Regions from separate parts of the Mus musculus genome. Here all the other regions are linked to region 1. A link is a contact called in public Micro-C and promoter capture Hi-C data. All regions are on one chromosome and are shown on one strand. The core of a region is the stretch at or near the end of the contact, and the rest is flanking DNA. Distances in the headings are between cores, read along the strand shown. Region 1 holds the start of Trp53rka (transformation related protein 53 regulating kinase A). Region 2 holds the start of Elmo2 (engulfment and cell motility 2). Region 3 overlaps Eya2 (EYA transcriptional coactivator and phosphatase 2).

The links. Promoter capture Hi-C pulls out the DNA fragments that hold promoters and counts their contacts. A called contact is a pair of places that touch in the nucleus more often than the background predicts.
Region 2: a promoter capture Hi-C map of hippocampal neurons shows a contact between it and region 1, with 6 times the contacts expected there. The contact joins the promoter of Elmo2 here to the promoter of Trp53rka in region 1. A contact is called at or near these places in 13 of 39 promoter capture datasets (the 3T3-L1 cell line, 3T3-L1-derived adipocytes, the HPC-7 cell line and 8 more), 5 of 484 Hi-C or Micro-C datasets (the G1E-ER4 cell line, Th1 cells, nephron progenitors and 1 more), 3 of 115 datasets of contacts at active chromatin or transcription factors (the 230-238 cell line, memory CD8 T cells and pancreatic cancer cells) and 1 of 9 other capture datasets (adipose tissue).
Region 3: a Micro-C map of embryonic stem cells shows a contact between it and region 1, with 2.0 times the contacts expected there. The contact joins the enhancer-like site here to the promoter of Trp53rka in region 1. A contact is called at or near these places in 4 of 39 promoter capture datasets (cranial neural crest, embryonic stem cells, frontonasal cranial neural crest and 1 more), 4 of 484 Hi-C or Micro-C datasets (the HPC-7 cell line and embryonic stem cells), 5 of 115 datasets of contacts at active chromatin or transcription factors (embryonic stem cells, neural tube and stem cell-derived neural progenitor cells) and 4 of 9 other capture datasets (adipose tissue, liver, macrophages and 1 more).

What each region holds. Positions count from the first base shown.
Region 1 is chr2:165,491,703-165,495,111 of GRCm38.p6, reverse strand. It overlaps Trp53rka (transformation related protein 53 regulating kinase A), which reads left to right and starts at 1,798. Exons shown (of 2, transcript NM_001007581.1): 1 at 1,798-2,065; 2 at 3,401-3,409. The coding sequence starts at 1,810.
Region 2 is chr2:165,324,087-165,327,791 of GRCm38.p6, reverse strand. Elmo2 (engulfment and cell motility 2) reads left to right here and starts at 1,313. Exons shown (of 21, transcript NM_080287.2): 1 at 1,313-1,374.
Region 3 is chr2:165,716,427-165,720,018 of GRCm38.p6, reverse strand. The region is part of intron 7 of Eya2 (EYA transcriptional coactivator and phosphatase 2); the gene reads right to left. Among named protein-coding and RNA genes, the nearest start is that of Gm29993, 13 kb to the left of the region's middle. Within about 2 kb of position 2,043, at least 11 of the 459 cell types and tissues checked have an H3K27ac peak or open chromatin away from gene starts, as enhancers often do. A contact at or near this core is called in adipose tissue and embryonic stem cells, where this site is marked.

The DNA of each region.
Region 1 (3,409 bases), core at 549-3,048:
CAAGTTACAGGGGCCAGTTGTGGACCAGCCTGTCTCTCATCTCTCCAGTCAACTCATTTACTCATTCAGTGCTTTAAGGTTTCCACCCACATCTCTAACGACCTTTTCAGCACTCAGGTAGACAAGAAACTGTCAATTCCACTTCCCCATTTGGTTGTTTAAAAAAAGTCTCACACACACACACACTCATGAAATATTTTTAAAAGGTCAAAATTTGAATCTAAACGTCCCTACCCTCAACCCCCCAGTCTCACTTAGTATCAGGCTTGCAGTCTCCTGTCTGAGCATCTGAGCACTGCACAGCCTCTGAGTGTTGGGATCACACATATGCACCATCCCTAAGACACTCTAGGCCAGTACCCACCTCTTTGGTGCTGAGGGAGAGATGGAAGCAATACAATCCCTGCCTTGTGAGTAGCTACACAGCAGGAGGGTGGGGGGCTCTGTGTGATGGGAACCACTCTAGCAGGGTAAAGTGTGTTGGGGGGTGGGTGGGTCATCAATCAAGCAGTTGAACGGCCAAAACCAAAGGGAATCTGAAACAGGTCTGGAAAGTAGAAAACCAGGGCTGATAACAGTTGAACTCACTCTCCTCATAGAGGCTAGGAAGGGCTTGTCTGGGGAAGTGACCCTGCAGTGGAGAATAACCTGCAGCTCTAGGTGATATGGAGCTGGACAAACATTTCCCTGCAGAGGAAATAGCAGGTGCAAAGGCTCTGTGCCGAGGGAGCATCATGGAGGATGGGTGGGGATTCTGGAGAGGGGAGGGTTTATAAGGGATGCAGGAGTCCATGGGCCCAGTTAAGGTTTAGGTCTTTCTTCTTAGCACAGTAGGGAGACACTGAAAGGTTTGAAGCCGCTTTAAAGAGCTAAACTCAGCCTGACTTAGCAAGCCTGGCTTTGGTCAGCACCTTTGCACAGTTAGATTTCTAAGGCAAGGGTTCAGATGGGTTTGGTTACCATAGAGACGGCTGGGTGGACACAAACAATTATGATAATGAAGCTACAGACTTGAGCACTGGGGGATATAAACGAACCGGGTTCTGGGTGCGCTTTGCTGGAAAACACATTTTGCCCACACAAAGGGTCTGATTATGAAAAGGGACCTGCCATGAATATGAACGAAACCCAGGGACCACAGAGCCAAGATGCTGGTGCCATAGCAACCCGGGACTCAAGGGCTTCTCTTCTGTATTTTCAACAGAGCCCCAAGGAGCGTGGGGCAGGGACAAGGGGGTCAAAGGCCATGTGAAGAGAGCCCTGTCCACCGGCACCGCGTAATCAGCCTCTTAATTCTGATAAGCCCTCACCCTAGCAGAACCAGGCAGCCTCATTCTGTAGTTGAAGATACCGGATCTGAGAGGGATGGTGCTGGCTGCTGACAGGCTGGTGCCAGGCATCAGGTGGCGTCTCCGGATAGAAAGCTTCGCCTAGTCCCTGCCTCCTTCCCGGCTTAGAGCATGTTTCCATAGACTGAAGTGGGACACGAGTTCAAAGCTAATCTGAGCTACACCGTGAGACTCTGTCTCAAAAAAAAAAAAAAAAAAAAAAAGGTCCCAAAGCCGGAGCATCACCGTGATGAAGAGTGAGAAGCTGTTGGCCTAAAGTTGCTGAGCGCTCACGAAGACAGACAGGGAAGGGCCAAGTCTACAGGTCCTAGAGGCTCCGCTGAGCGCGGAAAGGTCGCGAGGCGGAACCAAACTAGCAGGGTGAAGTGTGTTGTGTGGGGCGGTGTTAATGGCGGAAGAGGCCGGAGGATTTCCGAAGCGAGCGGAAGCGGCGCGGTCAGGGTCGGAAGGAGTCGGAGGCATGGCTGGCACGTCCTCGGAGGCGGAGGCCGAGGCGCTGGCCGCTGCGCGCGAGCGGAGCCGCCTCTTCCTGAGCGGCCTAGAGCTGGTGCAGCAGGGCGCCGAGGCGCGCGTCTTCCGTGGCCGCTTCCAGGGCCGCGCGGCCGTGGTGAAGCACCGCTTCCCGAAGAGCTACCGGCACCCGGAGCTGGAGGCGCGGCTCGGCCGGCGGCGGACAGTGCAGGAGGCGCGCGCGCTGCTCCGCTGCCGCCGTGCGGGTGAGGGGGGCCGGACGGGGCTCCGGGAGACGGGACAGACAGGGCTGCGGGAGACCAGTGGGACGTGAGAGACGGGGCTCCGATTTCTAGGGGACAGGATCAGATGGCAATGCTTAAGGACTCAAGGCGACAGTCAGGACGCCATTCTGTTTGGTTCGCGGGGCTTGTTTAGCGCTCGGGTCCCTCCGTTTCTCATTTCTCTGTTTCTGCTTACCGTCCTTCCCTCTCCATTTGGTGGTCTTAAGCAGTAGGTGTCCTGACAGGCGGGTGGCAGGAGCCGGGCTCTGTGGATTCACATTCTCCCTGCATTGTCTCCCTCGTAGCCATTCAGCGAGTCGTCTAGCCCAGTTACCTTGTATGTCACCGGAATCTCAGGGATATTGTGGTCATTAAAGAAGGCATATGCATCACATGTTCTTATGCTGACATAGTTCAGTAAATGTTTGATTTCATTAAATTGTTATTCTTTTCTTTAAAAAACATCCACACCCCCACAAAACAACAACAACAACAACAACATTACTCCAGAGAAAATGAGACTCAAAGAGGGGAAGTGCCTGAGGTTCCACAGCTACCAGGCAGCCTGTCTGTGGCCCAGAACCACCGAGCCTTTGCTATTTTTCTCTTTAATGGTTTTTAGGTGCCCACTGCCAGGACATTGATAGGTGCCAGGAGCCAGGGGAAATGCAGAAGTGAACAGGCCTGTGCTTTTCTGCCCTAGAGGGGCAATGGAGTTATAAAGAAGTGTTCATATATTCTCCTTTACCTTTTGTAAGTTTTATCAGACATGGGTGGGGGCTACCTTGGTACCCCAGTTTCTAGGAAACTGTTCTGAACTTGGTTGACATTCAGGAGAGACTCCTGGTGTTAACTGGAGGTTTTGTTACCACTTTACAGTTGTGGAGACTGAGGCATAGAGTAGCTAAGGGAACCTTGAGGTTTCACGCCTAATAAGGGATCTGAACCTGCCTGTTCCAGAGCACAGATGAGCCTGTAAGGTGACACCCTGCTTAGCCACTTGCCTGGTGACTGTCAGGTAGAAACTGCCCAGACTGCAGGATGCTTTCCTTCTGGCTTCTTGTTTTGTTTGTTTTTAGGGAGCAGCAATGAATTCCAGTCCTCAGGTGGCTTGAGAAAGGAGGAGCAAGCCTTGATACTTCCAGACTTACCCTGGCCTGGTCTCAGGCCGTAGTCCTGCAGGGCTTTAACAGGGCAAGCTCTGGATAAATTGTATCATTTTCCACAGTAGTCTAAACCCTGTTCCAAAGCTGTCTGCCTGTGCATGAAGCTGGCCTTCATGAAGATGCGTTCCCTAACCACGTGTGTCCATTGCAGGGATAGCTG
Region 2 (3,705 bases), core at 64-2,563, 170 kb after region 1:
GAATCTGATAGGGTCGTATGAGGCTCCCACAGAGCAGCAAAGGACCTGGGGTCCAGAATGGTGCTGCAGACAAGGGTGGCTACCCTATGTTCCAGCGTAAAGCTATTTTGGAACACGGCCATATGCTTTATCCTGGGTGGCTTTCGATAAAACAAAGACAGAGACTGGCTGGAAGCAGGCAGTATGTGAACCTATTGGAAGTGTGACTGGCCGGCCCCTGCACAGGCCTTATTAGCACTGTGATTGTGGGAGGGGAGCTTTGCTTCCTGGGCACCATCCTGTTCACCAGCTGATAAGAATCCGCTTCAATTCAATTCAATTGCAGGAGTCAATGTAACTGTGCCTGTAAAACTGCTTCAAAGACAGTAAAAGGTAGCCATTATTTCCATCTCTCTGCTGAGCGGCCAGCCGAGTCTCTACAGAATGGATAACAAAATGTCTGTCTTCTGGCATTGTCCTAAGGATCTGCTAAGAGAAATGATTAAAAAAAACAAAATTTGGAGTTAAACAGGGAGATAGCGTCTTGCTGTATAGTCACCGGTTGTATAGTTAGTTGGTCCCATAAGACCCCTAGTCTTTTCTTCTGCAACTGGGGATCGCATACTAGCCCTCCCTACCAGCCTGCTGTGAGCTTTAAGGGAGATGGCAGGAGTGAGTCCTTGGCGCTGTGCCCGGCCTTGTTAGATCCGCAGGTGCGGTGACGAACGCCACCTCCCACGGATCCCTACCAACAGCACAGCTGAGCTGTACCCCTCTGCCTCTGCTCAGCGCCCACGGTCAGCCCTGGGTGCCGGTATAATTAGCTCCATCTCCGTAGTGAGCAGCCGCGGCTGCTCATAGCCTCTGACACGACTGTCACCTCCCACTCAGTTCCCTAAATCAGCTATTCCCATCGTTGAGTCGGATCAGGTGAGCATCACCAGAGGATAGCTTGCTCCTTACAACAATGGGTCTCAAGGACCCAGAGCGCGCCCCCTCCCCGCCCCTCCAACCTCCTTCACCCGGAGGCTGTGTACAGAAATAAAAGAGAAAAAAAGTTTGGGTGGGGAGCAGCCTCTAGTGTCTGCTGGGAAATCACGTTCCTTTAGACCCAATAGCCTGCAGAAGAATGGTAGTCTGTCTCTTTAAGAGGCCTCCGCGGAGGGGAGGGGCCAGCCGGCGTCGCTCCAGCCCGCGCCCTCAGTTAGGCCCGCCTCCCTTTTATTGACAGACAAACAACCCAGTGAAAGCGAGACTTTTCATCTTGACAGCAAAGCGGAGCAATAGAAGCCCGGGCCGCCCTTCGCAGGGCGGGGCTTCAGGAGGGCGGGGCAGACGGGGCCAGTGGAGCGGCGGCGGGACGCGGGCGCGGAGCTGGGCCTCGGCGGGTGCCGGGTGAGTGAGGGACGCTCGGGGCTCGAGGCAGAGAGACAGAGTGTTGAGGGTTGGGAGCCGGGGACCGAGGTTGGGGTTGAGGCGGAGGGCAGCGTCTGCCCGACCTCCAAGCCCGGGCACGGTGCCGATCCGGTAATCCCCCTGCGGTCGGTACCGGCCCTCTTTCCTTCTCCACTGCCCGGCTTCGGTCCAGGCCGCTCTCATTCGCTTCTTCCCGCAGCATTGCAATGCCCGGGGTGCTCCGGTGCTGGTTTCCACCCTCCCCTTTTTCCGGGCCCTGCAGATCTGGTCCTTCGCCGCCCTCCCTAGGCTTAGGCTGCTCCCGGCCTGGTTCTGTTCCTTCTCCATCCCTCGCTCTGGCCACCCTCAGAGTCCGCCGCCCCTACGTCTAGTCTAGTAAACTTTTTTTCATCTTCCCAGTCTTCCTTCCGAAGGCTTCCGGGGTCCCGAGTTCTGACCCTGGTGCGACACTCTGAACATTCTGGTGTCCCTACACATCAGTAGCTTTCAACAGTTTGAAAGTGTTGATTGACGTCTGCCTGTCCCAGCAGGTAGGAATGCCCAGGAGGAAGAAGACCTTACCTGATGTTGCTCCATGCACCCACAGCGTCTCAGCAGGCCAGACACTATAGATGTTTACTAAATGAATGAACGAAGGGCTAGAGTTTGCCTGGGGGATGCAGCCGCAGCCCCTGACATCCCATCTGTTGTGGGTGGAAGCCACCTTTTGGAATGCTTTCTGTGTGCCGGGCACTAGGCCAACCTGGGCTCTCCAAAAGAGAAATAATGCAAGTCACATTTGTTAATTAAACTTTTCTAACAGTCACATCTCAGGAATGTAAAATATGTAAGTGGAATAATTTACTCATGCTTTAGTTAATACATTTCAGATTATAATTAGGAATTCACATAACCAATGTAAAATCACGTTAATGGAGTTGTTGACTGTTTGTGTGTGTGTGTGCTAACTTCTTGAGCTCTGGTGTGCCTCACTCTTGGGACAGCACTTCTTGCTTCTCAGAAGAAGCACGGCAGCCATTTGTCAAGTGGTCGGTCAGTAACCACATTGCTAGGGTGGCTGCCTTGGCTGTGAAGTGCTCAGTAGTGTGCAAATGTGAGGGCGTTTAGTTCGAGTTGTGGTCTTTTGAGGAGACTATCATTATTTGCATTTACAGATTAAAAATAGCAAAGATCCTAAAAGAGTTTACCTGCCCAGATTCATTCTACCGTTTGGAGCAAAAGAGACAGGGCTGGTTCAAGAAGGGGTTTCTCTGTGTAGCCCTGGCTGTCCTGGAACAATCTCTGTAGACCAAGCTGGCCTCTGATTAAGGGCATGTTCTACCATGCCCAGCTTGTCTGTTGCTCTTGAATCTTGTTATTCTTTTTATGTTTGATGCTGCTTCTAAGAGGTGCCAAGAAAGTTTGGGGTGCAGGGTATGAAGACTAGACTGCTTTTAAAAATGATGATACCAGTATTTAGCATACTCTGACACGCTCTGTGCCTAGGTCATATCTTCCTGGGTGGCTCACGAGCAAACATAGGTAAGAAATACCTGCCCTGGGTTTGGAGGTATGCACCGGTAGCCAGAGCACTGTAAAGGCTAGCTAGGGCAGAAGGATCCCTTGAATACAGGAGTTCAAAACCAGCCTGGGCAGTGGAGTGAGACTCCAGCTCAAAAAGAAAAACCCACCAGGCAAGACCTCCTCTGACCAAGTCACCGACGATCCCTTGGCTCACCCACCCGCATTAATGCATCCTGGTCCCAGGGTTGGAGCAGAAAACCTGTGGCCTGTAAGAGCTCAGAGATGCTGGGGATACTGGGACTGGAGTTGCCAGCAGGGCGGGTTAATTCTCAGTCGCTCCACAAGGGAGTTTTCTCCATGAGGTCAGTACTTGGCCCCTTGAGGCCCCTTGGACAGTGAAGTGACAGCCCTAGTCTTCAGGATGCCCAGGGTGGTCTTGGAAAGACAAGATCATGTTTCGTAAGAGGACGAGCATACGTGTAGGAAAGCGCATGGTGGGAGAGGAGTGTCAGAAGTTGCCAAGCGGCATCTTGGCCCAGCTGCATGAAGAAATGTATCTGTCTCCCCTGCCCCCCACCCCCCCAACTAAGCTTGAACTTCTATGCTGGGTAGCACTTCTTAGCTTGCTGGGTCCCTGTGTGTGAGCTGCATGGTTTATTTACCTGCCTGGCTGCTTAAGGCTCTTGAATTCCTCAACCCTCTGGGAGTGCTCACTGAATTGGAGCGGCTCTGACCTATTGGCTGAGTAACCGTATGTACGTCATTGTGCTGGGCTGCTACGGAAAACAGCATGTTTTCTGTGGGGTT
Region 3 (3,592 bases), core at 794-3,293, 220 kb before region 1:
CCTAACTCAGATTCTTCTAAGCACTACTATGTTGCTTGTAGTCTTTGCTTTGATATTAACTGCAGTAAGGATTCCTTTTCTCAAGTGTTTATGTATTTATGGGAGTTATCTTTAGGATGAATTCCTAGTTGGGGAATAGTTGGGCTAAAGGGTGCATGCGCTTCTAACTTCGTTACATATTATCTGATTGCACAGAAAACCTTAAATCTCTTCTTGAGAACTTAACATTCTCTTATTGGCTGAGGGATGTGGTTTAAGAAGTTAAAAAAACAACCTTCCAACTTTTTTTTGAGTACAACAGAGCACATTAAACCCCAGGAAAGAAGTTCTGGCCAGGCGTGTCTGTTCTCTTGGGTCTGGGCAGGTGTTTAGACCCTGCTCTGTGCAGCAGGCTGCCCAGAGTCCTCTGCACACTGTTGGCTTTTGCACAGATGTTGACAGCTGTTAGAGCAGCGTGTCTTTCAGTGTGGCCAGGAAGAGGAAAGTGTTAGAGACCATTTCTCGGCAAGGCTGAGAGCCCGTGGGATCTGTCAATCAAACTACCGGAGCAGCTGGGAAACACAAGTGCCTTCGATGGTTTCAAAAGTGGACTTTCGTGGAAAACACTAAAAGCCTACATGTGTGTACATACGTGTGTACGTGTGTGTGTGTGTGTGTGTGCACATGTGCTAAATGTTCTTGTGCAACAGACACTGGGGAAAAGGGGCTAGGCACCCCAGTTAAAGTTTACAGTTATTGATGCAATTAGGTTAAAAACTTTTTTAAATTTATTATTTTTTTGTACATGAACGTTTTGCTTGTATGTATGCCTGTGCACCATATGAGTGCTGGGTACCCTTGGAGGTCAGAAGAGGGCATCAGATCTCCTGGGACCAATGATTGTGAGCCACCATGTAGGTGAGGGAGATGAACTCAAGTCCTCTAAAGAGCAGCCAATGCTCTTAACCACTGAGCCATCTCTCCAGCCCCCTGATGCCATTAACATTTATGTGAGCCTGTGAGACACAGGAAAAGTCACCCTAACCTTTTATTGTTATACCTGAGGCCAAGGGATAAGTGACCTGGGGGGATGTGGAAAGGACACTTCAGAGACATGATGAGTCCTGTGTTTGCTCCTGATGGGACCCAGAGATGACTTTGCCATATAACCCGAATCCTCAGGAAGGGCGACATATGTGTCAGGCTCACCCTTGAACTCTGGGTCCACTAGCCCATCTTCCCACTGGGAGCTCTTCTCCACCCCGACTTCCCACCAGCCCCCGGTTCCTCTCCTTTGTTGAAGCCAGTGCTCGGAGAAGCAGAGTGCCAACGATAGTCCAGGATCAGGAAGAGAAGTTTCCTAGACTTCATGTTCTTTCTCGAAAGAAAATGATTTGAAGTTGCTAAGCGAGAAGGACTGTGTGTTCGGTAAATACTCAGGAGGAGACTATGGAGATTAAGGAGTCAGTCAAGCCCCACGCTCCCTTGAAAGCTGACTTCAAAATACTTGGCCAGGTGTCTCCATTTGTCTTCAGGACAGGGGTGGGGAGCTCTCCCGGGAAGGGATGTGCAGATCTGGATGCACAGACACACCAAGAGCCCAGACAGAGAGGGCAGGGTTCTCCCCGCTGCTTCTTCCTTATCCTTTAAGCAAGGGATAGCTGGCAATGAATGTCCATGACGCATTAGGCTGCTGAGCCCAAGAGGACCAGGAGACTCGGAAAAGAGACAGAAGGAAGACTGATGTAGAGGCCCAATCCTATATCTCAGCACTGCAGGTGGAAGCAGGAGGATGGGAATTCAAGGTCATCCCTTGCCTACATCTTGAGTTTCAGGGATAGCCTGGGCTACAGGAGACTCTGTCTCAAATAAGACAAAACAACAAAAGACCGAGACTCTATGCTGGCTGCCCCTGTGACCCCGGCACCTGTGGGACACTTACTTTGTAGAAGAGCTGAGCAACCTGCCACCCTTCCCCCATCGCGACCTGAACCGAACTGCATACATGCACCTTACCAGACAAAGCAACCTATCGCTCCACCTCACCGTCCCCTAGTAACTCCCTAGCAACCTCACAGGAACTCCCTTTTGTGGCCAAACACATCCTGGAACGAGGGGCAGTGGTCCAATCTGGATTGGTTTTTGGTACATGCACAATAAAGAAAAGTGTCCTCTGAGTGACCTTTTGGGGAGAAAAAAAATCTTCTAATTACCATCTTATGCCTATGCATGACTGGACACGTATATGATTAAGCCAGATGCATCATGGGAAAGGATATCTGCAGCAAACCAAGGTTTATATAACCGAGACCTGTCAGTCAAAACAAAAAAATCACCCCCATTCCGCCCCTAGCAACCAATTCCTCCTCCTCCCGGACCCACAAAAGGAAATCCCAGAAGTAGCATGGGGCTCTTGAGCAACCTCGCTGGAGCTCACCACTCCCCCGCAGTGTTTCCACTCTCAGCTTTTGCTCCCCCCCCCCCCCAAACAAAACCCCTGTGGCTTTGCCACTTCTGAGCACTTCATCAATTCCGCGAAGAAGACACCAAGAGTCTGGAAGCACCTGGCTCAGGTGGCAACCTCTGCTGAGGAGGCTGAAGCTTGAGGGTTGCAGTTTGAAAACAGCCTGGACTGTGTACCTCAGAGCCGAGGGGCGGGGCCACCCAGGAGAGGGGTGTGGGGGGTATCCGCTCTCTTCTGGCTCTGGAGTTCTGGGTTTCCTTGTCCCTCCCCCTCCCCCTAGTGTATTGGTTCTGGCACAGCGCTGACTTGACTCTAGCTCCAGCGTGGGCATACGACCCAGAGCCTTTTTTTACTCCAGCATCGTACCTAAGTCACAGAGGCTGGCCATGGGATGGACATACAACTAAGTTGGCCAATGAGAGTGCTCCAGGCCTCTGGCAGACGGATCTAGAATTTTCTGGAGCCTTAAAGACCCGTGCAATAGAGGGTTTCCCTAAAATGCTGGCGTCTCAGGGTTGGGTGAGCATCTCAAAAGGCAGAGACCTGTGAGTAACAGCAGCTGAACCTCCTCAGAGGTGTATGGTGGCTCGCTAGCTCCTAGGCAGAGTCATCTTATGTTGAGTATGTGTGTGCAGTACCCACAGAGTCCAGAAGAGGGCGCCACATCCCCTGTGGCTGGGATTACAGTCAGCTGTGAGCCACCCAGGCGGGTGCTGAGAACAGACTCAGCCCTGGAAGAGCAGCAAGTGCTCTCCATAGTTGAACCATCGATTCAGTTCCCACATCCCCGACCAGTCCTGCCCCCTGTGAACTTCAGAGAACATCTCAACTGGGAATAGCCAATAAATAAGAACTCAGTACAGAAGATGAAGCCTGGTGGGCCTGGGTTTGAATCCCAGCCCCACAGTTACTAGTCAGTACTTGTTACTCTGACCTATGTGGACGATAGGGGTGTGGGCTGGGCGTGAGAAGCCCTTCTCTTGTGAGGACTGTGGCTCGTCTTTCCTACTCCAGTTTGTAAGCGTATCTATGAGACTATTTGATTGCAGTCTACAAAGATCAAACGGACAGTGACCTAGGGCTGGAGAGATGGCTCAGCGGCTAAGTGTGCTTGCTGTTCTTATAGATGCCAGGGTTCAGTTCCCAATG